Linked DNA regions of Mus musculus: region 2 is linked to region 1. A link is a contact called in public HiChIP or PLAC-seq data. All regions are on one chromosome and are shown on one strand. Each heading gives the region's core, a stretch centred on a gene start, on an enhancer-like site or on the middle of the called end of the contact. The rest is flanking DNA. Distances are from core to core; before and after follow the strand shown. Region 1 holds the start of Ppp4c (protein phosphatase 4, catalytic subunit). Region 2 holds the start of Zg16 (zymogen granule protein 16).

Region 1 (2,700 bases), core at 52-2,551:
GTGGTTGGCAGGCTGGAAGAGCAGTCAGTGTTAACCACTGAGCCATCTCCCCACCCTCTATAAGAAAATCTTAAGGCACATAAAAATTGTTCAAAATTGAGAGGGACAATAGAATACTGAAAAAGAGGGAGTATGGTGTGCAGAAGATCAATAACCTGCTCTGCCTACAGCAAAAGGCAAAGAGAAAGGAGGCAGACTGCATGCACTGCGAATTTGGGGAGCTCCAGGGGCTGGCTTAGTGTTTGTGTTGCTTTGAGTTTCAGCAAATGAAAGGTGAAAGCCAGACCTGAAAACCACTTTTTTCTGGATTAATTTTTGTTTTTTGCTTTTTGAGGCAGGGTTTCTCTGTATAGCCCTGGCTGTCCTGGAACTCACTTTGTAGACCAGGCTGGCCTCGAACTCCCAAATCTGCCTGCCTCTGCCTCCTGAGTGCTGGGATTAAAGGCGTGCACCACCAAGTACAGCTATGGATTCATATTTGAGCTTTGATTGAAACTCCAGACTTTCAGCATTCAACTGTGATCAAGCTAGCCTCCAAACCCATTGCCACCTTCAAGGAATATGTTCAGGCAATAAGAAGCATTGTTGGGTGTGGTTGATTAATATCTGGGCTGAGATTCGCTGTGAAATCTGGGCTATTCTAAGCTACAGTGCAACCCTGTCAAGAAAAAAAGTGAACTATTTTGGAAAAGCTTGGTGTCCAGAGAGTGGACACTTAAAAAATTTTTTTTCAATTAGATTTAAGCCTCCGTGTTTTCTCTCATCACCATATGGGTTCTGGGGATCCAAATCAGGTCAGTAGGTTTGGTGACAAGTTCTTTTATCAGATATGCTATCTTCGTGAGGTGACCGCCCCCCGCCAAGTGTTTGCTCTGTAGCTTTGACAGCCTAGTATCCACGATCAGCCTTAGCCTCCTGAGTTCTGGGATTACAAATAGGCCACTATGTCTGGCCCAGGTTCGGAGCTCCTCCATGGGACCGTGGCAAGAAATGTGGACCAGGATAGGCTCTTTCATTGAACAATTATTTATGCATATCTGCAATACTTGGCCTTATTCTAAACACCGGAGAGGCAATGATGAACAAGGCAGTTTTATCCGTGAGATCTGTAATAGAAGCAGCCCAGGGAATAATGTAATGTGAGATGAGAAGCCTACCGCGGCTCGCCTCACCAGGCATACACAAGTACACCAGGCGCACTGCTGTATTTGCCTCCAACCAACTTCGCCCGCCCACTTCCGGCTACTTCTCTTCTCCTTCCCGGTGCCTCAGCGAGGCGTGGCTCGTGTGCGTCACTTCCGGCGCGCGAGAGCACTGGTTTCCCTTTGCTTCCGCGGCGAGGCCGGAAGTAGAAGCGGCGGTGGCGGAGGCCCAAAGCGGAGGGAAGTGGGGAGTCGAAGAGACTCAGCCGGAGTCTCCGCGGCGGTAATTGTCCGAGGCCCCTCTAGGCCACCGTCCTTAGCGCGGGCCCGCGGGGTTCGACGGGAGTTGGCGGGGTGCGGCCAGGGCAGCGGGACGCGGAGGGTCCTGGGCCGCCGTGAGGGGAGGGGGGGGCGGTCCCAGAATCGAGTCCCCCCTCCCGCACGGACCCTCTGATTGGCGGGCTCGCCTTCCCTTTTCCCAGGAGACCCCTGTGCGGTCCGGAGGGGGCGGCGGCCCCGACTCTGACCCGCGCCGGGGGGGTGGGCCATGGCGGAGATCAGCGACCTGGACCGGCAGATCGAGCAGCTACGGCGCTGCGAGCTGATCAAAGAGAGCGAAGTCAAGGCCCTGTGCGCCAAGGCCAGGTGAGCCCGCGGAAGGGACTCCAGCCGGTCGCCCCGGGGGTCTCGGCCGGGCAAACTCCGCCGAGAACTTAGGGCTTGCCCAAGCCCGGAAACGTCGCCAGAGAGAGGTCCGGAGAGCCACTTCTCCCCAGGAACCACGGGGCGGCTGTGTATGGGTTTCTAGTGGAGTAAGAGCGAGTGGCAGGAAGTTCTAGGGAACTCAGGGAAAATGGCTTGCCCTGCTGGGGTGAAAGTTTCTTGGAGGGGCTGAGTTCTCGGACAGATTCTTAAAGAGTGAGGAGATGGTTCAAGGCAAGAAAACAAAACGTGATTTGCGAAAGCCTCTCAATCCCGTCAGTCCTTAAAAGAGAAAATGACTTTGTGTCTAGTTTAACAAACAAGGACTCCAATTGTTCAAAATTACCAGCAAGGAAGGAATGGAATCTGAAGCCAGATCTTGTGAATACGGATCCTTTTAGTTATGATTCTGGAAGACGGAGTTGAGCCACCTTCGTGTTCCATTACGATCCTAAGAAAAACAATAAATAGGTCACACTAGAAGAGTTTCAGACTAGCTCATTTTACTGAGTTGAGGTCTTTTCAAAAAAGGAAGAGTTTTTGAAAAAACTCACAGCTTCAACACAATTTTTTTTAAAGATTTATTTATTATTTTTATGTAAGTAAACTGTAGCTGTCCTCAGACACACCAGAAGAGGGCATCAGATATCATTACAGATGGTTGTGAGCCACCATGTGGTTGCTGGGATTTGAACTCAGAACCTTCAGAAGAGCAGTCGGTGCTGTTAACCATTGAGCTATCTCCAGCCCCTCTCAACAGCCCCTCCCAAGCCCTTGGGATGCCAAGAAAGGAGAATGAGGGGTTTAGGGTCATCCTAAGCTAGGTCAAGGCCACAACATGAGAGCTAAGCATGAT
Region 2 (2,799 bases), core at 39-2,538, 260 kb before region 1:
GTCTGGCTCTATTCCTGGGATCTATTATCACCAGGAGCCCTGCCCTATTTCTGGTTCCTCAGGGCAGGACTCTAGCTATCTGGGATGAGTTTTCAGTCCCAGATGGTGAGCCTGCAAGGCAAGGGGTGTATGCTCTGAATTCCTGACTGCGGGTCATTAAGGCCTGACACTGCTTATTCTAGCTCCTCCCTAGGCTCCAACCTCTCTGCTGGGAAGGTCCTGGTGACTCAGGGATCACAGGGCTGGTCTAACAGGGTCTCAAGTACTAGTACTTAGGGGTCCGGTCTAGGGACTTTAGATCAAGAGGAAATCAGCCTTGGAAGGGAAGGACCTAAAGGAAGAAGAAATCAACAGCATTGATCTGAGGTGTTTCAGACCTAAGGAAAGGGACAGCTCACTCTGGTGATCTATAACCATGGTGCCTGGAGGTCCTGAGGGTCTAGTCCTCACAGAGTGTCTAAGTATTCGCAGAGGAGGACTTGTATAAACTCTGTCCCTCTGCTTCCCACATGCCCATTGGACTGCCCACTTGTAGCCCCAGGCTCCCCTTCTCAGAGAAAAAAAGACTTGAGAAGTGTCTGACTGAGGATGGGTAGATGTAAGGATGAAGGACAGATAGCCCAGGCATGGCAAAGCATTAATAACATCAGACTTTGTGATATAGGTGCTCACTATTTATTTTTTTAAGCTTTATAATTAGATTTTTTCATAATATAATACCAACAAATAGAGAAAAATTATCAGGCAAATATTTGGCACTGCTCAGAGTTGAAAGTGATTTTGTTTTCTAGGAGAAGATGTATCACAAATGACTGTTGAGGTTGACAGTTACCTGGGGTCAGTTCTTGGGGCTGACCTAGGGCAAGGACTGATTCTCAGGGATGAATACCTACAGCTCTTGGATTACATTCTCATTTGTTTGTTTGTGTTTTCAGACAGGGTCTCATCTACAGCCCAGCCTGGCCTTGAACTCATGACCCTCTCCCCACCCCTCAAATGTTGGTATTACAGACATGAGCCACCATGTCTGGATTAATCACACTCTTTAAATACTAACTGCTTTCCCCACCCTTCAGGTGGACTTTTAGCAAATTGTCTCTTCACAAACCTGGCACATTGTCTAGAGTGGACCCCACCTTGCCACCTGTAACCCTTGCGGGAGAGGCAGGATAAGATGTTCCAGGCCTGCTTGACACCTGACCCTAAGAAGCTGATCATGTTTGCTCAGCAGGTGAGGTTCACAGGATAAAGAACAGTGGGAGGGCTTGGACCTGGTATAAAAGCTCTGGAAATTTCTAGAAGACTAGCATCTGCAACTTCTAGGGGAAAGGTAAGTTGGGAGATACTCAGAGATGAGCTAGAAAAGACAATGCCTGGACTGTAGCAGGGGAGACTTGGGTATCAGCTCCTGGATGTGAGCTGCTTTGGAGTGCAAAGATGTCTGGTTTTGGCTGAGGGATGCTTGGGGGGATGGATATGGACAGTTTGGCTGGTGGAGACAGGGTTATGATACACAGACAAGTTGCCTGGGATCTGATGTCTTGAGCTCACACATATCCCTCCTATTAGCCTCTCTCAGCTCCACCAGGTCTTCTCAGACCCTTGTCGTTGGCACAGTGTCTTCTGTCATCTCCTTTGCTCCCAAGGTCACATGGAGGCACCTCTAAAATCTTCTTTGCCTTGATTTAAGAGTAGAATGATGCTAGAGACTTAAGTGTGCCTCAGATACTTCATAGACTAGATGACTTCAGGTAGGTTTTGCTCAGATTCTTGGTTCACCAACTCAACTGCCTCAGGACTCTGGAGATGGCCTTTACTTCCTCTTCAGAAAGCTCTCTTGTTTATTGTGCGGGGATGGAGGAAGGCTTGACTCAGCTGGACAGACTGAAAGGAAGTTAGGATTCTCTTTTGGATCTGGAGAGACGAGTAGCCACAGTCACATCACGGAATGAGCTTTCTTTTTAACTTTCTTCCCACCGCAGCCTCAGAATGTTGGCCGTCGCCCTCTTAGTCCTTCTTTGTGCCTCGGCCTCTGCTAATTCCAGTAAGTGAAATGCCACAGGGAGATCATGGGAAGGCAGCCCGTGTACTGCCGCTGGCCAGGATTGTCAGAGGCTGGCTTGGGTGGTGGGAGGCAGGAGGGTATGGGGGACAGCTGTGCTCCCAGAGCATCTGTGCCTCCAGGCCTTTCTTTCCCCTCTAGTTCAGTCCAGGACATCCTCTTACAGTGGAGAGTATGGAGGTAAAGGAGGAAAGCGATTCTCTCATTCTGGCAACCAGCTGGACGGCCCCATCACCGCCTTCCGTATCCGGGTCAACAGATACTACATAGTAGGGTAAGAGTCTCTGCGTTTCTGTACGTTGGGATCTGTCTAGGACCTTGCTAAGTTGGAAAGTTCTCGCTGACCTTGGGTCGCACCTGTGCACACCTTGGCACGTTGTAATCACAAACACCCAGGAGCCTTACATTACCTGGGTTGGATTTCACCTTTGGTTTAAACCTATTTCCAACATTTCTGTTGAGCATCCTTTGTCCCTGCTTGTTGTCTGTCCTGGAATAGTTCTATCCCACCCTCCAGCTGGAAACTTCCATCACATGAAGAGCCAAATGTATTTCTTTCTGTTCCATGTTCTGAACCATGAGCCAGTTGTTGGCTTGTCTCTTCCCTGTCTGGCCTGGGCAGTCTTCTGGTGTTTGAAATCCTCGGGCCTCTTTGAAGTGTGTATTGTGAGCAAACTCAGACTCTTGTTGTCTAAGTGACCCTGAGAAACTAACTTTCGTTCCACAAGCCTATTTGC

Evidence for each region. HiChIP or PLAC-seq counts read pairs in DNA pulled down with a chosen protein or histone mark.
Region 2: an H3K4me3 HiChIP or PLAC-seq map of embryonic stem cells shows a contact between it and region 1, with 8 times the contacts expected there. The contact joins the promoter of Zg16 here to the promoter of Ppp4c in region 1. A contact is called at or near these places in 15 of 39 promoter capture datasets (the C10 cell line, the HPC-7 cell line, the SN4741 cell line and 11 more), 4 of 484 Hi-C or Micro-C datasets (B cells, bone marrow-derived macrophages, nephron progenitors and 1 more), 24 of 115 datasets of contacts at active chromatin or transcription factors (the 230-238 cell line, the NIH/3T3 cell line, the SCID.adh cell line and 15 more) and 4 of 9 other capture datasets (adipose tissue, embryonic stem cells, liver and 1 more).

The regions. Positions count from the first base shown.
Region 1 is chr7:126,791,148-126,793,847 of GRCm38.p6, reverse strand. It overlaps Ppp4c (protein phosphatase 4, catalytic subunit), which reads left to right and starts at 1,301. Exons shown (of 9, transcript NM_019674.4): 1 at 1,301-1,425; 2 at 1,625-1,787. The coding sequence starts at 1,690.
Region 2 is chr7:127,051,164-127,053,962 of GRCm38.p6, reverse strand. It overlaps Zg16 (zymogen granule protein 16), which reads left to right and starts at 1,288. Exons shown (of 4, transcript NM_026918.3): 1 at 1,288-1,330; 2 at 1,983-2,044; 3 at 2,204-2,336. The coding sequence starts at 1,990.